Regions from separate parts of the Mus musculus genome. Here regions 1, 2, 3, 4, 5 and 7 are each linked to region 6. A link is a contact called in public HiCAR-type and promoter capture Hi-C data. All regions are on one chromosome and are shown on one strand. Each heading gives the region's core, a stretch centred on a gene start, on an enhancer-like site or on the middle of the called end of the contact. The rest is flanking DNA. Distances are from core to core; before and after follow the strand shown. Region 1 holds the start of 5830408C22Rik (RIKEN cDNA 5830408C22 gene). Region 2 holds the start of Bag4 (BCL2-associated athanogene 4). Region 3 holds the start of Ash2l (ASH2 like histone lysine methyltransferase complex subunit). Region 4 holds the start of Adam32 (a disintegrin and metallopeptidase domain 32). Region 5 holds the start of Tacc1 (transforming, acidic coiled-coil containing protein 1). Region 6 holds the start of Kat6a (K(lysine) acetyltransferase 6A). Region 7 holds the start of D830025C05Rik (a long non-coding RNA gene).

Region 1 (3,087 bases), core at 558-3,057, 2.2 Mb after region 6:
TAAGGGAAGAGAAGGGTGTGCCATCTCTCCACCAAAGGACAGGCAGTTCCCAAATTGATCCCGGGTAGAAATTCGCCAGTTAAGAGGTAGGTAAGACTCCCATGTAAGCCAGCTAAAACTCCACTAAGGGTACCAGTAATCTGTAAAAAGACATCTGCAGATACAGCCAAAGGACTCATCAGTCTAAAGACAATAGCTAGAGAAACGTTGCCTGACACAACCTGAGGCCCCACCTTTCTTCTGTTTCTTCTCAGTGATAGCTTTCATTCATTTGCTCAACAAACTCTACTCTTCTTAGAACCCTGCCTCAGGCAGCACCCAGGGAAAGCTAAACTCTGCCAAGGCCACTGATTATGCTTCAGAAATCCTCCTCTGGCTTCTCCAAACACCAGGGACTCCAGTTTGATGCTCTGCACAGCCAGGGTCCTTCACTAGTCTGACAACTCCCTAAAGACCCGGTGAGCTGCTGGCCCACTGCTAACTCAGTACGTTCTTATTACCAAGTTATTATCATTATTATTAACAAGTCACTAGATGCAACCAAGTTGAAGATAAAACTTCTACCCTTCCTGTGTCTTCTGCTTAGCTGTTGCTGGAAGCGTTATACTCCTCCTGGAGGGGGGTGGGGGGGTGGAGGAGTGGGAGGCAACAAAGAAAGAGTGGGGGATGGGGGACAGCTAATCAAAGACATTAAGAACACTAGCACAATTTTGGAACTTCAGCCTCTACTGCAAACCAAAATGCTCCCAGGAGCCGCAACTGGTTCGTTCTCCCCTGCTCCTCCTCTAGTGTTTATGCGCCTCTGAAAAACTCTTAATTGAGTCCAATCAGGGACAGAAGGAGTACAAACGGAAGATGTTCACGAAGGAAGGAAGCCTTAAAGGTGAAAGACTCGGGGCAGGGCTGCCCAGGGCAGAAGGTGTACAAGGGTGCCCTGGTCATGCCCTGATACTTTTTTTCCCTTCCCACACGACCTGGCCCCATCTCTCCTTTCTTCTTTTCTTTTCCTTTTAAATTTTAAGTCTCCATGGCTGAGCAGAACAGGGAAGCGCGGACGTTAAAGGGGACAGCCTTTTGAGGCTTCCCCTCGAAAGGGTTACCTAACCTGGAACCGACCTACGTTTTCCACCAAGTCACCTCCATTGCCAGGAATCCCAGAAGCCCATGGCGGGAGCAGACGAAAGGAGGAGTCTCCCCAGGGTAGCATTCTAGGCCCGCGCCAAGTTAAAAAGGAGTGAGAAGGAGAAGGAAGAGGCTCCAACACCCAACTCGTGCCTGAGGGACTTGCCTGGGACGTTCTCTGCGCTCCTCCCCTACCCGCTGCCCGGGCAGTCCTTGAGGGGCTACCACCCCTGTGCTTGAACCTCGGAGAAGTTTCGCCGCTGCAAACGTGAGAATCTGCAGCTCCACAGGACACCGCCCCCACACGCCCCACCCCACAGCCCGACCCCTGGCGGTGGCGACCTTGGTCACCCAGGAGGCGCCAGTGCACTGGAGGAGGGGCTGCATTTGGGGCTTTCCTGGGAGCTAGGGGAGGTGGCCCATTGGGCCACCTCCGGTCGCCGTCCACCACCCGGACTGGCGCCACCAAGCAAACCCAGCCGCCCTGCTCCCCTCTCTGCCCTCCGCGCCCGGACCCTTGCGCCTCTCTGCCCGACTCACCGCGCTCTGCGCAGCAAGGGTCGCATCGGGTCCCAGAGCTCTGCGCCTCGGGGCTTCGCTTCCCGCCTGTCCTGCGGCACACTTCTCCCTTATCCTCAGCTGTCCTCCAAGGCCGTCTCTCGACTCTTTTTTTCCGGGTTAATTTCGTTTCACATTAAAGCAAAACCCAGCCCCGGATGTGAGTACAATGCTCCTCGGGCCTCCAGGGGGGAGGAGAGGGGTGCGGAGACCTCGAGGGGACAGCAGCGGGGGATGGCGGGGGGGAGGAGGTTGGTGGGATGTAACCCGGCTGCAGCAGGTGTCCGCGATGGGGTGCTCGACCGTCACGTCCCGAGCCTACTTCTGCGCACTGTGCAGCCGGCCCAAACCGCGGCTGCCCGGAGGGCGAGGGGGCGTTGGGAGTTTAGGGGTGGAGAGAGGAACGCATCGCCCCCTGCGGTCTAAAGTGCACCCCCCGGAGCTAAGAGGGTCGCCAACGCCCTGACCCAGCTTGCCTGGCCCTTCTTGGAGCACGGAGAGAAGTGGGAAAGAGAAGCTGGATTCGATAGGTTCAGCCTAGGGTGACCAGACAGAACTCCAGCGCCCTCGCCCTTCAGTCACACAGCAACCCGTAGGTATCAATCCGGTGCTGGGGCCGATGAGGAAACCGAGACTCCAAGACATTAGGTAACTTGTTCTGGGTCCCCAGTCAGTAGAGGGCAGGTCTGTCCGGTCTAACGCAGGCCTCCCTCGTGGAGACATTGACATTTAAATATAAGTAACGCCAGGCAGACAAAGTGGACTCAATTTTACGGTAAAATTGTCAGCCCAGGGACCGAGCACCGAGAGATGCGGCTTTGGGGGCTGGGGGCGGGGAGGAGGATGCTGATGTCAGCCGTGTGGGTCCAAGGTACTCGGAGTGTGTAGTGAAAAAGTCGCCCCCGGAAGCTCTGCAGGACTAGGCCTGGCTTCGCGGGTGGGAAGTACGGTGCGAGGCAAAGGCAGCCTGGCAGCCTGGGGGCTGAGGGCTGCAGCCAGGTGAGCCGGCAGGAAGGCGGGACGCCCGGCAGCACACGCCCCGAAAGCTCCCCTGATGAAACCGCAGGCGCTTCCTCTTCTATTTTGATAGCCAAAGCGAAAATGAGCCGCCCAGTTCGCTCAGGTGTGAAAAAAAGACGTTTGCTTTAGAACATTATGCTCTGAATGAGGAAGGAAAAGAAAACGAGGTGGGGAGAGGGGAGCCATTTCCCTTGAAATAAACATCAACGTCAATTTTGTACGTTTGAGGAGGTCCCTTGCCCTGCATTGGGGCTTCAAGTAGCATTTCTCCTAACCGGCTCCCATTCCTTAGGCAGCTGGTGACCCGTGACCCCGCTCAGTGCCTCAGTTTCTATATCTGGGTCAAGCGAGTCAATTCTTGCGGGGTTTCCTTCCTACACAAAGGTG
Region 2 (3,044 bases), core at 313-2,812, 2.9 Mb after region 6:
GGTTGTTGTTCATTTTTTGAGACAGGGTCTCACCACGTTGTCCAGGCTGTCCTGGAACTCATTATGTCCATGTGAACCAGGCTGGCTAGTCTGCCTCAGCCTCCTGGGTACTGAGATTAAACACACCAGCCCTTGTTTTTTGTTTGTTTTGTTTTGTTTTTTTGTTTTTTGTTTTTTTTTCAAGACAGGGTTTCTCTGTGTAGCCCTGGCTGTCCAGGAACTCACTTTGTAGACCAGGCTGGCCTCAAACTCAGAAATCCGGCTGCCTCCCAAGTGTTGGGATCAAAGGCATGCGCCGCCACCACCAGCAGACTTTTTTTTTGTCGTTTTTTGTTTTTTCAGCCCTTGTTTTCTATTTCTTGAGTATACTTACAAGTAGACCTGCTAGATCATAAATTAACTCTCTGTCAGAAGTTTTAGGAACGACCCAGCTATTTTCCAAAGCACTGTACTATTTTACAATCCCGTCGTGGATATGTGAGAATTTTATAATTAATTTTCTGCAAGTAAGAATGTTACAAAGGCCAAAAGATGTGTGCCACCATCCTAGAATGATAGCCCCATACGAAGATAAAATAGAAACACACTTTTGGCATGTATGCAAGCAACAAAATGTTACAGGTCCAAACATACTAAGCAAGTCGGTCTCTCAGAGCCTTCTCCATTCAAAAATTGGGAAGCATTAATAACATCTGTCTTGCAGTCTTGCGATGATTAAATAGAACATTAAGGTACTTTGCAACATTGATCCCTCCTGATTCAATTCCAGGCAAAGCTTTAGTGATAAGGAACTAAGTGATCAGCCCGCCCCGTTTCGATCCCTTCCCCGTGGGAGGGGCTGCTGAGTAAGGGCTGGGGCTGCAGCTCCCCGAGCCACGCAGGATAAATTGTTACAGCCCAATCACGCTAACCTACGCTCTCGGGAAAGAGATCCTGCAGCCTGCTACTAAGCTTAGGAAGTCAGCGCAGAATATTTTTTCGTTTTTTTTTTTCGTGGTTAACAAGAACACTTATGATGGCTGAAGTTAAAAAAAAAAGCAAAAACAAACAAACAAACAAACAAAACGAAGGGACAAATGGAACCCAAGCCTAGCTCCCCTCGCATCTCTGGTCCTCGTCTCTGCACCGTCCCCAAAAGAAGAACAAATCAGAGACCCGAGTCCTAACAGACCCTAAGTATAAAACCCCCAAATGTCCTCACCTCTGCCCAAGACTTCCCGACTGGAGCCCCGGAAAAGACTTCGAAGCTTACCTGGTGGCCTCCCCCGGCTCTGCTCGCTTCTGCCCAGGCGCCTCCCGAGGGGTAGTAGCCATCGCCACCTGCGCCTTCGCCCGGCCAGGTGGTCTCGGCCGGGGCGCCCCCGCGCCCTCGCCAGGAAACCGGAGGCTGGGGAGGCTCCGGACGAAGAGGGGGGTATAAGGGCGGAGGTACGTGCACCGGGACATCGCCTCCCCCGGGCCCGTAGTAGCGGCCGTAAGAAGGGCCGTCACTGGGGCCGTAGCCCGAGCGCCTCAGGGCCGACATGGGCTCCGCTGCCGCGAAGCGCTTCCCGCCCCCCACGACCGTCCCATTGCGCAGGCGCCTGCGGGAGGCCGCTATTGGCGAGCGGCGGAGGGGGATAGGACGGCTACAGCCAATCCCGAGCCGGTCCCGCCCCTTGCACGCCGAGCGCGGAACGGTCATGGACGGTACGGGTCAATCCGGGCCTCGGGTCGGGAAAGCGAGGCGAGGGGCAGCGCTCGTCACGCGTGAGGAAACGCCTATCCTCCGCCCTTCCGACCTGGACTTCACTGCACTGACTGGAGGGGAAGAGAACGTGGTCGGCCACCGACTGGCAACACGCCCGGCACGCCTCTTTCGGCGGACGGGCAGGCGATACCGGAAGTGGGTGGGGTCACCTGAAACGCTTCCGGCGACTAGCGGTGTCTGAGCTGCAGGTGAGCGGCCGGTTCCCGTCCGCGTCCCGCCGACGGGCGACTGGACGCCCTCGCGGCCGTCCGGTGCAGCCTTGCGAGAGCTCAAACATGAACTATATGCCCGGCACCGCCAGCCTCATCGAGGACATCGACAGTGAGTACCTAACCTCTCCCTCGGGGGAAGCCTGGTGTGGGACCCCTTTTCGAGTGGGCGTCCCTCGACAAGGGCCCAGAGAGTGATCTCTGGGCCCGGGCGGGGTGGTTCTGCCTTCACAGCCTCGGACGGAGCCTTTTCCCAAGCTGCCTTCTCTGTCCTTGAGCGGGTAACACCTCCCCGCCCCCCGCCCCCCAAGCTGTGAAACGCCTTCCGAGGGGCGCAGCATCCGACTTGGGAACGTGAAGGGCAGAGCACGCGAAGGAAGTCGCCTGAGCCACTTCGCGTTCCCAAGTCGGATGCTGCGCCCCTCGTAAGGCGTTTGACAGTGAATGGATGGAGATTGCTTCTAGAAAGGACTCACCAGACCCGACAACAGCAGTTGAATTTAATTAGCAGAGAACGTAGGCTTTCTGTTGTATAGCCACTAGCACTCTCCTTTTTCTGTAAGGGTCATTAGCACTTTCAGATTAAAGTTGTAGAGACAGGTGCCGGACGTAATAACGGGATTTTCTGCGAATGCTAAGTCACTTCAAACTTACTCTTTTCTGTTTGACAGTTTTGCTTTTACTAAAAGGAGGTTAGTCCTGTAAAAATAAAGAGGTTACAATTTCGGTTTTAAAAGGTTTAATTTATTGTGTATTTATGTCTCGTCTACATGTAATTAAACCACGGGCATATTGGTATCCACGAAGCCAGATGACTTTCTCTTCTTGGGATCCTCTGGAATTGGAGTTATGGACCGAGTTACAGAGTCACAGTGTGGGTGCTGAGAAAGGAACTCAGATCTTCTGCAAGAGCAACACGTGCTCTTCTGAACCATCTCTCCAGCCTCCACTTTCATTCCCCCGCCCCGAATTCTTACCTGTGTATGATTCCTTGAATATAACTTTTTTTTTTTTTTGGTTTTTCGAGACAGGGTTTCTCTGTATAGCCCTGGCTGATCTGGAACTCACCTTGTACACCAGGCTGG
Region 3 (3,065 bases), core at 409-2,908, 3.0 Mb after region 6:
ATGCAAGCAACTCCTCAGTCAGCATCTGGTCACTGGATAGGGTTAGAGTGAGCACAAAATACTACCTACTGACTTTTTTTCGGTATATTTAAAAATACTTCTCAATTGTCTTGAGATTGAAATATGATTACAGGGCTGGTGAGATGGCTCAGCAGTTAAGAGCACTGACTGCTCTTCCAAAGGTCCTGAGTTCAAATCCCAACCACATGGTGGCTCACAACCACTCCTAACAAAAATCTGACACCCTCTTCTGGTGTGTCTGAAGACAGCTACAGTGTACACATATAATAAATCTTTGGGCTGTTGTGAGCAGAGTTGGAGCAAGCAGGGCTAGAGCGGGCAGAGGTCCTGAGTTCAATTTCCAGAAACCACATGATGGCTCACAACCATTTGTATAGCTACAGTGTACTCATATACATAAAATAAATAAATTAATTAAAAAAAAAGAAATATGATTACATAATTTCCCCTTCCACCCCAGAACTGGGGTTCCTTGAGCTGCCATGTGAATACTGGGAATCAAGCCCAAACCCCTGAAAGGGTAACTAGTGATCTAAAATGCTAAGCCATCTCTCCAGGATCATGCTGTCTAGAAGGCCATGAAATGTACTCACGACGTGTCTATTCCAAAGGTGTCAGCGGTGAACCATTTTGTACATATCCCACACTGCAACTCCACTTCTCCCAACTGCCGCCCATTCTCCTCATCCACAGAGCCCGCCTGGGTATCCATCACTTCTGAAGTGTCTCCGGTACCTTCCTGGAGCCACAGGGCAATAAGAGAATCAAATGGCCTGACTACTTTTTAAAAAAAAAAAAATAGATTAAACATTTTAAAACCAAATCTAGTTCGCCTTCCAAAGGCCTCAGAGGAAATACTTACCAAAGTATCTTTTCCATTAGAAGATTCTGTCTCCAGACCACTTACATCAACCAAGTTTGCATCCCTATAATGAAAAGACAAACATCAAAATGGCCTTTCCTAAACAGAAAAACACAATGGTCCAAATACGGAGGGTATATCTTTTTCATGTCCTGAACGGGATGCCCACGAGAGAACAATCCTGAGTATTAGGAGGGAGGTTGTCAAGCAAGACAAATGTGTTCGCGGCCCAGGGATTCCTAGTGCACTGGGCTAACGACGGGAGGCTGCCGTCCTCAGTGCTTTCAGGACCAAGCATTGCAAGAGGGATCAGCGAGGTCTTCCGGGGCGCTAGAGGGGGAAACGCTCTTGGCTCACACTGGTGCTGATGGGAGCCGAGGAGCCGAGGAGCGGCTTGGAGTCCACAAGCAAGCAGCCAGCGGGGTTGCGGAGGGTACCGGGTGGGCGGGCGGGCCGAGCCGTTGGCTGCGGGACCTGGATCCGGAGGGCGACACCGGGCGGCGCGAGCCGCGGGCTTCCACGAGGGGCGGGCCCTCGCGCGTCCCCGGGGCTGCGAGTGGATTGCCTTACCCACTTTCGGCCTCTCCGGAGCTGGGCTCCGCTCCCGGGGCGGCTGACGGCCCCTCGCCAGCCCCCGCGGCCACCGGCTCTGTCTCTCGGTCCTCCGCCGTTGTGGCACTTGCAGCGGCTCCGGGACCAGGGCCGGCGCTGACTCCCGGACCAGGACCCGCTCCAGCCGCCGCCATCGCTGCTCCTTCCCAAGCTCTCGCGAGAATATATCTATGCGGCGAGTTGCCGCCACGCACGGCGCTCTTAAAGTGGGAAAGACCTTTTGTTGGGGGGCCCGCCACTTACTTGGGAAGGACGCACTTTGAGTCCGCCGCTTTAAGGCCAGAAAAAAAAAAAAAAAGAAAGGAAGAAAGAAAAAGGCAGGGCGCAACTCGGATTGCCCAGGTTTGAAGGGAGCCACTTAGGAGGTCTGTCCTTTGCTTTCCTCTTGGGACTTGAATTATTCAAAACGCCTGCTCATAGTCGTGGCTAAGAGTGGAAATCACGGCACATATGAGGATGTGAGAGACTCCCCTTTACACTGTGCGGAGCAGGCGATCATACTAAAACCCTAAAACGTAGGAAACTTCCAAACAACAACAAAGGAGCACTCTGGCTCACACCTGCCGGGAGCGTCTGTAACTGCGTAGCTGGCCGCCAGAAGCCCCGTTTCCAGGCGGCTTTTGGAGAGACTAGAGGTCTGATTCCAGAGAGCCCGAGGTAGTTGTGGGTGGAAAAGACGTTAGGAAAAGAAACATCTGGCCAGAGGAGGCTAGAAGTGCTGTGCGCTCGAGGAACACGAATTGCTAGTTCACGGAGGGAAGTAGAGCTCCAGGCGAGAGTGCTAGCAGAGGACAGAATTCAGCAAGGTTTGGGCCTTAGCGAGAAGGGCAGAAACGAGTAAGAAAGGGATGTCTGCTGGTAGCTAAACCCCTGGACTGAGTGCAAGCATATGGGTGGGCTCTAAACCCTAGCAAAATAGAAACTGCCGCCTCACCCCCATCCTCCGCGTGTGTGTGCGCTTTACGGATGTGTGCGCATGTATGTGGCATAGTGCACTGGACAGGTGAGAGGACAATATGGTGAGAAGAGCTTTCTTTCCCTCCACTATGTGAGTTCTAGGAATCTAGCTCAGGCTTGGCAAGCAAGTGCCGCCTTTGCCCACTGGGCCATCTCACGGACCATAAATTTGCTGTTTTAAAACAAACACACTTAGGGATTAGAGATCATTGATACTTTGCAGTTGTTAGGAGAAAGTGCCGCCATGACCAAAAATATCTTAAGCAAGGGGAGGGGGGATCTTGGTTGAGGGGGGTTCAAAGAGATAAGAATCCATGATGGTGGGGAGATAAGGCAGCAAGGATCTGAAATGGTGACTATCAGACAAGGCTGAGAGCTCGAATTCTCTATCAGAATCACCAAGCAGACAGGGAGAACTTCAAGGAAGCGGCTTCACTTTTTTCGTGTAAGCTTGCCCCCAGTGACTTACCTCCACCAGCAAACGTTCACCTCCCAAGCCTCCCTAGACATCATAACAACTGTTGTGTGAATGGGGACCGATCCTCCCCCCCCCATGCCCCACCTTACCCTCTCAAATGCATGACTTTTTAGAGATTTCCCCCTTCCATGTTAA
Region 4 (3,219 bases), core at 19-2,518, 2.1 Mb after region 6:
TCTATGTAGATATAGATATAGATATCGAGAGAGAGATTTAGTATATATTAAATAAAAAGGCAAGGGAGTTGGGGTGGACAGATTAGAGGGAGGAAATGGAAAAGAATTAGTGATATATTTTAATTAAAAATAAAGAATAGTAAAGCTTGCTGGTGTGTTTTTGTTTTGTTTTGTTTGTTGTTGTTTTGTTTTGTTTTTCGAGTCAGGGTTTCTCTGTATAGCCCTGGCTGTCCTGGAACTCACTTTGTAGACCAGGCAGACCTGGAACTCAGAAGTCCACCTGCCTCTGCCTCCCGAGTGCTGGGATTAAAGTCGTGCGCCACCACGCCCGGCGCTGGTGTGTTTCGGCGCTGGTATGTTTTTGAATTCTACGTTGCAACTATTCTTTTTCCGTTTGTCCAGTGTGAGTGTAGTAAGCAGAGAGCTCACAACTACTTGAAAAGGCTTCTAAAGTTCTCCTTCTTGCACTTCTACTCAAGCCTGCAGCACAAGACTGGAAGCAGTAGCTACACAACCTAGTTGTCCTTTATTGAAGCACAGGTTCAGGAGATCCACAAAATGCAAAGCGACGCCAACTTTCTACTCCCCCCCCCCCCCCAAGAACGGTTCTTAGTTTTGAAGCGTGTTAACACCTAAAGGATATGAGGCTGATATTTTAGATGTTGCTATACATTCTTTATTCTTTACTTCTAATAAACCAGGAAGAGAACACTCAGAGCCCCAACCATGCCTTCTTCACCTTTCAAAAGATGCATTCCACAGCTTCAACAAATTAGCAGACCTCAGAGCTAGAGGCAAGCGTTGGACTGGCACCTGCTGGACAGTTGGACTCACAACAGCTTGATCATTGCCTGTCAAGTAGCCGAGCCCTACTTGATTCCAAAACTTAAGCAAGATTCTGCCCCTTCCCAGCTTCCACGCACCGCTGCATTTTCTCTGAGCCTGGGGGTTTGTGGCTTAATGTCTTTTCTTTCCTATTTCTAGAAGAACTATTATTGCATGTACATCGTGTTAGTAAAGTTATCTTGTGGAAACTGGGTATTTGTTTTTTTAGTTTAAGTGGTTTCCAGAAGCTGTTGGGAAGTGTTCTTTTGGGGTCCATTTTTTGAGCTTTATGATGTGCACGACAGACCTACAAGAAAAGTGCCCCCAATCTCAGAGAACCCGCCTTGCGGAGCGCTCACCGGGTCCTGATGCCAGCAAGGCCCCCAGCTCGGCCAGCAGCAGCAGCAGCAGTGTGTGCAGCATGGCGCCCAGCATGGCGTCTCCTGGAGTACCTAGACAGTTGTAAAGCCGTTGCGCGGGGCTGTGGGGCACGTGCCAGGGGCCACCGTGGGCCACGTCCTTGGAGCGCCCTAACCCCCTACCCCGCCTCCATCCTCCCCCTCCACCACCTACCCCAGCTCTAACAGAGCCAGGCTGCTTCGCAATGAAACCCGCATGCGCAGTACTGGAGAGGCTGCGAGGGCGCTCAGGTCAAAAAAGTACACACATACGTTTATACTCTTTCTAAGGCTAAACTACGACTGCATTTTAAGATGCGTGGACAAATTTTTCAAGAAAGCCTAAACTGATTTTCTTCCTTGGGGTCTACATTTCCACAGGCACACTGCTCCCATGGACCGCCAGGCTTCCTTCCAACCTGGTTCTCCGTGGCACTTCAGTTAAAATTCATATACCTTCCTTTTTTAGGAGCTTACCAGAATGGTTAATTTATACAGCAATGGCAGATCCTTGACATAAGAACCTACATTTTAGCCTTTGTCCTAGCTGGAATGGCAGCGCCCTAGTCACATGCTTCTTAAGTCAAGAGTCCTGTCAGTAAACTACTTTCTCCTTAGTATTTCTGAGGGCTTGTGGCCTTCAACACCGCCATATTTCTCACTAGGGCTGGTTCACCAGTGTTAGTACACACCCAACTGCTAAAGTACTTGAGTATCCTGAAAAAAAAAAAAAAATGAACAGTCTATCTTTTAATGTGTTTTCCTTAAGTGCAGTCACATTTGCCAAAAGCCCTAACACTGAAATTAAGAAGAACCCAAATAGTTATGTATTTATAAAGAGGACGACAAAACAAGAATTTCAAGTATTTTATTTGTTGTAAATGTTTTTATTTTAATATGTATATATACACAAACAATATTATTTTAAAAAACTAATGAAATTCAGTTAATATACCTATTATTAAACTTCTTTATGAAAGATTATGAAAAAATTTAAATGTTTAAAATTTTAGTGTCAATATCATTCCTTTCAAAGTACAAATTCATTTTAATACAGCTGAGAGAGTAATCCCAGAGACCAGTATAATTCTGTAGTTATCTAAGGAAACCACTGCTTCCTTCCTTTCTCCAGCCTAATGTTTACGAAAATATTAGTCAAAAGAGACAGGACCCAGCACACCTTAGTAAATGTAAACATTCTAGAGGACTTCACATCAAGCTTTGAAATTCAGAGTTTAGAGTTAAAGTGCTCATGAATTCTCAAGTGGTTTGGTAACACCTCAACTGTTGGAAGTATTCTCCCTGCTCCTGTTCGATCGACACCTATCTGCTTGGGTATACTAAACACCTCGTACCATAGAGTGTGCACTTCAAACAAAACAACACTGCTGCAATGCTTTACCATGATGCATAAAGAAAATTGAGAGTTGAATCAGTTCCTGTCATAGTCATTACAGTTGAAAAGATATTTGAAAATGGAAGCCCATAACTGATTGTGTTAAATCGATTTCTATCATAATTGTTATAGTTGAAAGATCATAAAAAATGGAAGCCAATAACTGAGTACACACCATATTTCACACTTTCCAAGTATATCATGATCTAGTAATTGTGGTTCTTGTGTAAGCTCCTTCGAGATATCTGCTTCTTTGTGCATTAAGAGACATAAGTCCATATAAATGGCTGTTAATCCATGCAAGATGAAAATGCAGACGTTATTGGCAATTAGTCTTCCTAAGTTAATACATGTTCAAATGGTCAACCAGAAACTATTAATGGTAACTGGGGTCAAAAAGTCAGGATTACGTTTAGCGCATAGTGACAAAGCTTACACTAATACAGTTAATTTGAGAATCATTACAGTAACATGCTCAGAATAACTTAATCCACGTCAAGTGCATTAAATCCACAAATGGCCAGAGAAAACATTCTAACGATGGAAACGTTCACTTTACACCCCCCGGAGCGCCTGCACATTCCTGTGTTTCGCAATCCC
Region 5 (3,312 bases), core at 436-2,935, 2.3 Mb after region 6:
TGGCTGGGGGAAAAAAAATGACCTCATACAGTCTCTAGTCAGAGAATAAAGCAAGCTTTGGATCATCAGATGATCAAAACGTTTATGTTACAAAAACAAATCCAAATCAGCAAGGAGCCAGTTCATCCTGTCTGAAGTGGTCCTCAGGGCACGCACACATCCTTTTTAAATTTTTCTTTTTCTTTTTCTTTTTTAAGTTAAAACCAAAAAGGTAGAAAACTCAAGTTTTGTTACCTTGGGGTTTGGCCTCGGGTTCTGCCAATCCCGGTGATGAATCACAAGACTCCTTGAGAGGCGATCTGATTGGAGTTTCAGCTTCAGGAGTCTCAAAATTACCTTCAGAATCCGAGCTGCCGAGGGGGAAAAACGAGGCATTACCACAGTCAACGGTATTTCCAACTGCCTTTAAAACGTACTCAGCCACCAAAGTGCAAGTACAGCGCCTCTAACTTTACAACCAACCAATCCTCAACCCAGCCTGAGAACGGCTGCAGCATTTTCAGCGATGCCCAGCATCCTAGCTCCCCGAAATCTCTTTCGTCCTCTGAAGCTTCTCACCAGGACCTTTTTTTTTTTTTTTTTTTTTTTTTTTTTTTTTTTTTTGTCATCGCTGCCTTTCACACGCACAGACACACACACAAAAAGACTTCCCAATCAACCCTTTCCAGGGGCGTAAAAATTAATATCGCCCCACCCCCCAAACTAAGCCAATTCTAGCTATACTGTTCTTCTCCGTAGGCCTCTACCTGTCTGGAAGTCACTGGAAGCTGAAAATGCCGTCACCTGCCTTCCACAATCACACGTGTGACAGCTCAGCAGAGACCACCATTTCTCACCAGCTGCCAGGGACCTGTCATCACGCGATCCTCTTTTACCAAGGCTGCATTTTAGGACACTGCGGGGCCAAGAAGGGCGGTGGAGCGACTTCTTGCCCACAAGGGGAAAACGCTACAAATCGCACCTGGCCTTATCAACTGCCACTACCCGGTGCCGCTGCGTCGGAGCCGGGGTGTCGACGCTTCGAGAAAGCGACCCAGGCAAACCGGGATGCGCAGACTGCGGATTCGGGGCTGGGTTCAGAAAGCTTACAGCGAAGACAGAGGACGAAAAGCACACGGGCAGACAGAACATCCCGAACTTTCGGGTACACAGCGGGGACCCGGCTGCGGGCAGCAGAGCCGGGAACACGGTTGCGCGCACACAGCATTGACCGCGGTGGGAGGATGGCGCCCGCCTGCATCTCGGCTGGGATGCGGTGTACTTGCCTGAAACTCAGGGATTTGGTCTCGGCTTGCGAGTCCTCTTCCTCCTCGGGGTCGCCCTCGGGACCTCCGGCTTCGTCCTCTCCGGCGCCCGAACCGCGCACCGCGGACCACGTCCACTTGGCCCACTGCACGGGCGACAGGATCTGCCAGGGACTGAACGCCATGAGCGCGGCTGCCGCCCCTGCGGTGGGGGAACGGCGGCCTCTTCCTTCAAAATGGAGGGGCCTTGACAGGCGCCGGCAACGTCGCCGGCGACCCGCGGATGTGGCTCAACGAGCGCCGTCGGGCCGGGCGCAGCGCTTCCTCCCACGGCCCCGCAGCGCCGCTCGCCCCCGCTCCTCCGGGCCGCCGCGCCGAAGCTCGCCCCCGCGCGTGCCCGCTCGCCCGCCCGCTTCTTCCCCCGCCAGCCCTGCTCCGCGTCGCTGGGCTCTGGGGTCCGCTCCCGCCTGGAGCAGCCTCGGCCGCCGCGGAGCCGCGCCCCTGGAGCCGCCCCCTCGGACCGAACTACTGGCGCGGCGCGCGGGGGCGGCCGCTTGGAAGCGCGCTCCCCCCGCCGCGCTGGTCGCGCCCGGCCTTGGGCAGGGGCTGCTCGACCGCGCTCGCCCTCCCCGCGGGATCCGCGCCTGCCGCGCGCCGCGCGCCGCCGCCGTCCATTTCCGAGCGTGTGCGCGCCGCGGCGCTGTTCCTCTTCCCCTTTTATCTGTGTTTCCTGCCGCTAGGACTTAATGGCGTGGCTGAAGCTGCGCTGTACAGAAGTTAAGCCCCTTATTTAAAAACAAAACAACTCAGAACCTCTGTAGAGTGTTGTACCCGATCCTTGACACTGGTCAGCGCCATCCTTGTTACGCCCAGGATTTGGAAGGCTCCCAGGTTACAGAAGAATTGAAGTTGTCTTGCCCTCACCAAGCCACACTCATGAGGGCTCCGGAGTGCCCTGACCTGGGATAGATGCAAAATTGCCCCCTGATAAGACGGCCTGAGCCGTTTCCTGTTGTTCTTTCTTTTCATAACTTTAGGCTTTTTTCAGATAATTCCTGGGTCCTTGGTTTCTGATGTCCTTTGCTTCTTCAGTACAGAGCCATCAAGATCTGGTGACAGTCTTCAGAATAAGGCTTTTACCTCTGAAGGTGAAGAGAAGAATTTTCCCCCCTTTATCTTTGAAGGATTCCACTAAGAGACTGCCCCAGGTCCTCTCTCCCAGTGAATTCATTTCCTCCAAAGCCAAGTTTGAGACCATTAGCTCATCAGTGTGTTTTCCATAATACTGACATTTCTCAGTCTCAGAGAATCTGTGAGGTGGCTACAATTCCCACAGAGAGTGTGCCTCCAAAATTCAGAACAAAGTCAGGCGAAGATTTTCAGGATGCTCATGAGCTTACCCTGAAAGAAGCTGGCACCACGTCGTGTACTGCAGATGAATCACAAATGTCTTATACACTTCATAACAAAGACAAGCAAACATGTAAGATAAGGCTTGGCAGGTATCCTACCATAATAAAAAAAAAAAAAAGGCAGGAGTATACTTTAGAGCCCATTACTGCTTCTTGCCTGAGATAAACACGACTGTCAAAAGTGTTGAAAGACTTTTTTTTTAAAAATGTGAGCGGAAGTCATTTTGTTTTAGGTCTACAAGAACTATGCCAAGACTATCCAACTGTCGTTGTCTTGGGTTTATGATCAAGCAAATCTTCAGATTAGAAACCCCTGTAGCTTGAAAATAGTACCCATGTAAGTCCTTACCTGGGCTTGATCATTCCTCCTCCTCGAGACTGCTACCCTCTTTTTCCCTCCTCCCGATCCTCGTGTGCCTTGCATAGCTCCTGCACTCCAGAACTTCTCGGAATTACAGTTTGTCCCTCAGGGCTTTCTCTGCCTGGTTAATCCTGCTTCCCAAACCATCAGCAGCAGAGACCCAGATATAACCTTGATATGCCCAAGAACACCTAAGAGATGGTACAAACACAAGTCCACACTGGGGATGTACCCCAGAAGGGGCAGCATCTCCAGCAGGGCTCCCGGCCCTGAACTCCATTCCTAGCCCCGAAGC
Region 6 (3,100 bases), core at 205-2,704:
GTGAGGTGTAAACTTATTTCTCAGACGCTTACAAATGCTTATTCACTATAAGCGCTGTTTTGAGCCCTTGGCATCATGTTGGTTAGATGCTGGGATGCCAAATGGCACTGTCGAAGAACATTAACCTGGGAATATACTAAAAGCATTACGACTACACCTGAACTGTAAAGTGAATAAAGCACAAAACCAACAAAGTAATATCAAAGTTATGGCAGCGACTAGCAGGTGTTTTTTTCCTTTTTGGTAAAGCTATGATAAAATGAGGTGGCGGGGGGTTAACAGTCTAGGAAGGGGACATAAACCAAGTGCAAGGGTAGCAGCAATACAAGTCTCAAGCTGTTGAGCTTTAACGTCTTTCCAGGGAAGGGGTATGTGTGTGTGGGACTCAATCTCAAGAGTTTCTAGTGGACCAAAGACAAAGAAACAGGTAGCCAGTAGCGGAGAGGCTTGCCCTAGCCAAGAGTCTCTGCGGTTCAGCCATCAAACTGCACAGGGTAGGAAAAGAAGAGAAAGACCCAGGTTCCACAAGCAACCGTGCCATAATAGCTGTGTGACCTTGTCCAAGTCCTAGAAACCGAGCTCGGTGGGTGGTGTTTCTTATAAACATGTTTCCAAGGTTTAGTGACTTGCGGGCAGGGGGGTCAGTCAAGTGCCCTAGGTGGGCATCTTGTTGGCTGACAAGGAGTGTCCAACTTCGTGCCCTCTCCCCTTTCTAGCCAGACTATTCTTTGAACCACGGGGGGATGAGCAGCTGGAGTGCAGAGTGAGCAGAAAGGCGAAGGCAAAAGAAGGAACTCCTGCCACCCGCGTTCCCCCGCCCAGCCACGGAGCTCCCGAAGCCACTGTGTGTGTGTGTGTGTGTGTGTGTCCCCGACCCTGCAAGGCAGCCGCGGGTGCACGCCCCCGGGCGCTAACAAGGGCCTGGGAACCCGGGCGGACGCCGCGCGCCGGGAGCTCCGAGCTTCCTAGCTCCGAGGTTTCGGCGTCGCGCCGAAGCCGCCCCACCCAAGCGCCCGCCCGCCCGCCCGCCCGCCCGCCCGCCCGCTCCAAGTTTCCCGGGCTGTATAATCCGGGTGCACCTTCCGCCTGTGGCCTCGCCATTCTGCCCGATCGCTGCGCGTGAGAAAGGAGGAGGGGACGCCCCCAGCTGTTGGCCTCCAGCCCGGCCAACTCCCGCTTCCACCCGGGCTTCGGCCTTTTGTACCCGCCCCACGTGACCCGCCCAGCGGCTCCCTCCACCCCGCCCCCCGTGGCCCCGCCCTCCGGCCCTTCCCGGCGACGAGCCGGCTCTTCCAGCTACCGGCCGCCCCCCTCCCGCGCTCCTCCGCTCCCTCCCTCCCGCCCGCCCGCGCAGGCTGTTCCCGCTCCCTCCCCAGGCAGCCGTTCCCTCGCGACGCTCCCCTCCCCCCGCGGCTGTTCCGCCGCTTGGCCTCCCCTCCCCCCAGTCGGAGCTCACTGTCTCCAAGATGGCGGCCGTGTCAGTTTGGGGCATCTCCGCGGTCCGGCCCGGGCCCCCGGGATCCCGGCTGTCTTCCCCCCAGGTAAGGAGCCGAGGGGCCGCCCCCGGTCGCTCCCAGCTGCCGAGCCCGAGGCTAGGCCGCCCCGGAGTCTGCTTCGGCGCCTCGCGGGGACGGCGGGCCGCTTGCAGGCCCCGCCGCGGCCTGCGCCGCCTCCCCGCTGCTCTGCGCCAGGCCTCGGGCTGGGCGCCGCGGCCGCCCCCTCGCGTCCGACTCCGCGGCCCGGCCCGCGCCCGCCCTCCGGGCTCGCGCCGACGGGCCCGCCGCCGCCGCCGCCCTAGCTCCGCCGGCGGCCCACTCCGGGAGCCGGGGCTCCCTGGCGCCGAGCAGCCAGGCCGCGGAGCCTGGGGCTGCTGTGCGGGCTCGCCCGCTCTCCCTCGGGGGCGCGCCCGCCGTCCGTCCGCCCGCCCGCCCGCCGCTCCCGCCGCTCCCGGCGCCGGGCGGGCGCGCACTCCGGGCTGTGCGGAGTGCGCGGAGATCCGAGCGGGGTTGAGCGGTGCAGGGTGACAGCCTGGTGGGTGCAGTGGTCTGGAGCAGGCAGCACGTGTGGTGTTGTGTCTGTCGGACTGTCAGCCCCTAGCCGGGACGGGTGGCGGCGGGCTTGCCTGTCAAGAGCTCCGCGACTTTGGGCCGGACCTGCCCTACCTGTCAGGCTCCGTCACAGCCGGTGTCCCCCTTGCTGCTCTTCTGAGCCGACCCCTTGGAGCGAAGAGCTCGGAGGAGCTGGGGCTAGAGCTTACTATGCTCCTAACTCCACGTGATTTCATTGTTAACTTACTCTCCGGGCTGTGTTTCCATAGAATGGGACCGGCGAAGCGGTCCGCTGGCAAACTGCGGGGCTCTGCCGCTTCAAGTTTTTTTTAAAGTTCCTTGGGCTTTAAATCGAGGGCGCGCGCAGATGTGTTTTGGGTTGGGAGAGAGAGCGGGAAGGGCTTTGCGAGCCCGGCTGGTCTTTCTTTCTAGCTCGCGAGTGTACTTTCTGAGAGTTAGGGTTCAGATCTTCAGAGCGTTGGTTTGTGCAGACTCGCAGATTGGGGAAACTTCCGGCCGGAAAGACAATGTGTGACTGTCATTCATTCTTTTTCACCTGAAAACTCAGCCACATAGGGTGTTCCCACCTTCTTAGGTCTTAGTCCTGGTTACTTTAAAGTTAGTGTCTATATCAGAAACATCCCTTGGGTAATAATTCTGATGTTTGTCCTCGTAAAACCTCCACTAATATGAAGCACCCCTCCTGGGGAGGGGGGTACTTCTTTTAGTTAGCTAATTTTGAAATACATTTTGGCCCCGGGTGCTAATGCTTTTTTTCTTACTAGTACTATTTCATTCCTCATGTATTAGTCTCCCGTTTGCCTGCACACTGTTGGGAATAGTTGCTGAAGGGGTGCCCCCGCCCCTTTTTTGCTGTGTTTATATTGTACACGTGCTCCAAAACATGAGAAGTTCAAAGTTACACTTAGTTTTGGAGGAACAAGTTCAGAGGTAGTAGTATATTTGTTTTTGTTTTATTGACTAATGTACATTCTGAGATAGCAATCTCAAATTTACATTTTTATCAGATCATAGGCAGTTACTTGTTTTCT
Region 7 (3,056 bases), core at 70-2,569, 2.7 Mb after region 6:
CAGGGATGATATGACAGTACTGTCTCTACTCTCATAAAGTAGCCGAAGCTCTGACTGTTAGCTACTCTACTGACAACCAAGAACATTTTGATGAAACAACTTCATAGTCCCTGTGAGGATTAACCAATCAGGTGATACTGTTTTGTCCATGTGTCTATAGATTCCCTCAAAGGGATGAAATATAATCTCCCTGAAATTACTCAAGAGACTTTGAAAAATAGGAATTAGAATTGAGCACTTCGACCAATGGTTTTTATATTCTAATCCTGTAGTTAAGCTAGAACATAAATAAAACACAGCCAAGTAGAGATAGCACCAAGCAGCCAGTCAGTCAAGAGTGGTGCACACCTTTAAACCCAGCACTCAGGAGCAGAAGTGGGCAGATGCCTGAGTTGGAGGCCACCTTGGTCTAGAGTGAGTTCCAGGACATAGATACAAAACAAACAACAAAAACAAAACCCCAAGACAAACAAAAAGAAAAAGAAAGGAAGGAAGGAAGGAAGGAAGGAAGGAAGGAAGGAAGAAAAAAGAAAGAGAAAGAAAAAAGAAAGAGAGAAGGGGAGATTTTTGTTGTTGTTCTTGGCTAAAGGATGGCCTTTTCCCATTCTTTAATGCAATTTTTAAACATATCAAAATATAGCCTATAAATGGACAAAAGGAAAAATATACAATGAATGTGGCAAGTGGTGAGTGTTCAGTTAATCTTCTGAATGCACAAGTGAGATGACAAGGGACCTTAGACTGGAACATGTCCTGGGCTAAGCTTGTTTAAGAGCCATTTTACTTTTCCTTACACCTGAGGTCCTCGTGTAATCTTCATCAATAACAGAAATGCCACTCTAAAACTGTCTCATCTATTTTCCTCTATCATGTATTTCCAAAATTACTCAGCTTACATTCTAAAGCAGTTCAAATTAAAATATGTTCTTCCTTGAAATGTATTGAAAACTCAGCAAGGTTTTCTGTACTAAGCCAATCTTTTTGTTTTGTTGGTTACTTCCTTTATTTATTTATGTATATTTTTGAGACGGTCTTGATATGTAGCCCAGGCTGGCCTTGAACTCAGAGACCAGCCTGCCTCTGTCTCCTGAGTGCTGGGACTAAACGCATTTGTCACCACGTCTTTTACAACACATGTTTTTCATATAGATGCATGAGTTTATATACATTTTTTTTTGTGGGAAACTCCAAGCCTTACCTTGTCCAGAAAATAGCTAAGAATGAATTATAACTGTAGAAGGCCATGTTTATTTTTTTTGTTTCAACTAACCAACACAGAGACCTAGGCAAAAGAAGCAAACAATTTAGTATTTTAAAAAGGAATCAATTAAACATGAGAATTTAGGTGGTTTTTTTTTTTTTTTAAGAAAAACTAAGGCAAAGAGAGAGATTTGCATATTCAAGGTGTAAAATTTCCTTCAAGTTCATTTACAAAAGCCTCAGTATTTTCTTAGCTCTGGATTTGAAAATGGTACTTTTTCGATCCAAACACACAGAAATGGGTTCTAAGAAGATGATCCTGAAGACGATGTGGCCTCCAAAGGCTTTTTTTTTTTTAATTTTTTAAATTTCTGGTCAATAGTGTCTAATAATCTGCTGCGACGGTTAAAAGGAGAAAGACATCTTTATCTGTAACCAGAAAATACAAGTAGAAAGTAAGCACCCTGGATTCATTTACCACCAACCCAAAAGTCTAAAAGTTCTCACTAATTTCATGTGGGAACAGCGAAGACATAATGGTATCTACTAAAGGCTCAAGCGCAGATGCAGAATCTCCAGAGTCCGAACTAAGCTCTGTACCTTTAACTAAAACCGTTCTCCACCCCGAGCCGCTTCTCAGCTACTGGCATAACACTGCGATCTCGCAATCGTGCCGGAAGGAGGTTCCCCAGGCCCTCAACCCCACCCTATGGAAACCTCAGCTAAAAAGTAAACATCGCGAACCGGGCACAGCACCTCGGAAACCAGCCCCACCGCGGACAGCGCTCCTCCGGAGGGAGGCCGGGCCTGTTGCGGAGGCTCCCCAGCCCTTGGCCCCGGGGCTACGGGCCACTCCCAGGCAGTCTGCCCGGCGTTTCGGGGGAACCCCACGCCCAGCGCTGCGGGGTTACCTCTGCACCCCGCGCTCGCCGCACCGGTGCAAAAGGCGCCCTCGGCTCTCGGCCGGTAGTCTCCGCGGAAAGTGGGGAGGACTGCGGTGGGTCTGGGGATTGTTGGAGTGGGGTCAGGTACACCGTAGGGGAGAATGTCCAAAGTTTAGGGGAGAGATCGGGGTTGACGGGAGACGCCGAGGGAGCCCTTGTCCGCTGCGAGGTGACTAAGGCCCCAACCCTACCTTCCCAATTCCTCCCCGCCCCCACGCTAAAGGGGCCGGAAGCCCAGTCTCCATGGTTCCACCTCCTGCGCCTCGCCCTGTGACGTCACTCCGAGTGACGCCACTACCATCCAATGAGCTCTCAAATCCTGGGACTGGCTCGCGTCCTTCACGGCAGCCGCGCGGAAGGCAACAAGGTCCCCCGCACGAGCCCGCGAAGTCACTTCTGGGTCGGAGTTAGTTGAGGCAGCGTCTGTACTACAGGACCAAAGCTGCGTCCCCCCCCCCCCCCTGCCTGCCCACATTCTGTAGTCTAGCCAACTCCTCGAGAACTCCTTGAATGGAGGCCCTACCAGAGTAAGGTCTGATAGTAGCCTTTGTAACCCAAATTGGAGTCACTGATGACATCACTTTGATGATTCCGTTCCTCACCCTTTAGTCTCCGAAACTGCCTAGAGGTCTTGGGTTGGCGAAGGAGGTTGTGAGGTCCTGGTGGCAGAGGGGCAGCACTGAGAAAAAAAAAAAAAAAAAAAAAAAAAACCTTTCTTCTGCGGGGTCGAAGGCTGGAATGCTTCTGAAATCTTCATACGGAATTTGATTTTTCTCTTTAAAAAATGGTTTCATGTTGTCGCTTATCATTAGTTGTGTAGAAATCTCAACATTCAAAAATATATTCTAGAGTACTTGTTAAATAAGATAGGCATTGTGGGTTTGAGGACGTTTACGTTCCTAGGGCGGGCAA

Evidence for each region. Promoter capture Hi-C pulls out the DNA fragments that hold promoters and counts their contacts. HiCAR-type assays count read pairs that join an accessible place to other places. Capture Hi-C pulls out chosen DNA fragments and counts their contacts.
Region 1: a promoter capture Hi-C map of liver shows a contact between it and region 6, with 3 times the contacts expected there. The contact joins the promoter of 5830408C22Rik here to the promoter of Kat6a in region 6. A contact is called at or near these places in 3 of 39 promoter capture datasets (hippocampal neurons and liver) and 1 of 115 datasets of contacts at active chromatin or transcription factors (large pre-B cells).
Region 2: a contact with region 6 is called in a HiCAR-type map of astrocytes, with 8 times the contacts expected there. The contact joins the promoter of Bag4 here to the promoter of Kat6a in region 6. A contact is called at or near these places in 3 of 39 promoter capture datasets (cranial neural crest, hippocampal neurons and liver) and 1 of 115 datasets of contacts at active chromatin or transcription factors (astrocytes).
Region 3: a promoter capture Hi-C map of liver shows a contact between it and region 6, with 2.6 times the contacts expected there. The contact joins the promoter of Ash2l here to the promoter of Kat6a in region 6. A contact is called at or near these places in 2 of 39 promoter capture datasets (both in liver).
Region 4: a promoter capture Hi-C map of embryonic stem cells shows a contact between it and region 6, with 2.3 times the contacts expected there. The contact joins the promoter of Adam32 here to the promoter of Kat6a in region 6. A contact is called at or near these places in 4 of 39 promoter capture datasets (embryonic stem cells, hippocampal neurons, liver and 1 more).
Region 5: a promoter capture Hi-C map of neutrophils shows a contact between it and region 6, with 4 times the contacts expected there. The contact joins the promoter of Tacc1 here to the promoter of Kat6a in region 6. A contact is called at or near these places in 1 of 39 promoter capture datasets (neutrophils) and 2 of 115 datasets of contacts at active chromatin or transcription factors (astrocytes and large pre-B cells).
Region 7: a contact with region 6 is called in a promoter capture Hi-C map of liver, with 5 times the contacts expected there. The contact joins the promoter of D830025C05Rik here to the promoter of Kat6a in region 6. A contact is called at or near these places in 5 of 39 promoter capture datasets (the 3T3-L1 cell line, the C10 cell line, hippocampal neurons and 2 more), 1 of 115 datasets of contacts at active chromatin or transcription factors (stem cell-derived neural progenitor cells) and 2 of 9 other capture datasets (adipose tissue and liver).

Annotation. Positions count from the first base shown.
Region 1 is chr8:25,100,372-25,103,458 of GRCm38.p6, forward strand. It overlaps 5830408C22Rik (RIKEN cDNA 5830408C22 gene), which reads left to right and starts at 1,808. Exons shown (of 2, transcript NR_155282.1): 1 at 1,808-1,840. Plekha2 (pleckstrin homology domain-containing, family A (phosphoinositide binding specific) member 2) reads right to left here and starts at 1,440. Exons shown (of 12, transcript NM_031257.3): 1 at 1,289-1,440.
Region 2 is chr8:25,783,647-25,786,690 of GRCm38.p6, forward strand. Bag4 (BCL2-associated athanogene 4) reads right to left here and starts at 1,563. Exons shown (of 5, transcript NM_026121.3): 1 at 1,253-1,563. The coding sequence starts at 1,525. It overlaps Lsm1 (LSM1 homolog, mRNA degradation associated), which reads left to right and starts at 1,945. Exons shown (of 4, transcript NM_026032.1): 1 at 1,945-2,071. The coding sequence starts at 2,026.
Region 3 is chr8:25,839,129-25,842,193 of GRCm38.p6, forward strand. Ash2l (ASH2 like histone lysine methyltransferase complex subunit) reads right to left here and starts at 1,659. Exons shown (of 16, transcript NM_011791.3): 1 at 1,454-1,659; 2 at 884-947; 3 at 615-760. The coding sequence starts at 1,629.
Region 4 is chr8:24,947,536-24,950,754 of GRCm38.p6, forward strand. It overlaps Adam32 (a disintegrin and metallopeptidase domain 32), which reads right to left and starts at 1,269. Exons shown (of 22, transcript NM_153397.2): 1 at 1,185-1,269. The coding sequence starts at 1,260. It overlaps Adam9 (a disintegrin and metallopeptidase domain 9 (meltrin gamma)), which reads right to left. Exons shown (of 22, transcript NM_001270996.1): 22 at 2,076-3,219.
Region 5 is chr8:25,199,857-25,203,168 of GRCm38.p6, forward strand. It overlaps Tacc1 (transforming, acidic coiled-coil containing protein 1), which reads right to left and starts at 1,686. Exons shown (of 13, transcript NM_177089.5): 1 at 1,266-1,686; 2 at 235-350. The coding sequence starts at 1,429.
Region 6 is chr8:22,858,092-22,861,191 of GRCm38.p6, forward strand. Kat6a (K(lysine) acetyltransferase 6A) reads left to right here and starts at 1,455. Exons shown (of 18, transcript NM_001081149.2): 1 at 1,455-1,541. Gm46036 (a long non-coding RNA gene) reads right to left here and starts at 2,348. Exons shown (of 3, transcript XR_001778526.2): 1 at 2,163-2,348.
Region 7 is chr8:25,595,164-25,598,219 of GRCm38.p6, forward strand. It overlaps D830025C05Rik (a long non-coding RNA gene), which reads left to right and starts at 1,320. Exons shown (of 1, transcript XR_003947362.1): 1 at 1,320-3,056. Letm2 (leucine zipper-EF-hand containing transmembrane protein 2) reads right to left here and starts at 2,333. Exons shown (of 11, transcript NM_001364069.1): 1 at 2,112-2,333; 2 at 1,199-1,282. The coding sequence starts at 1,245.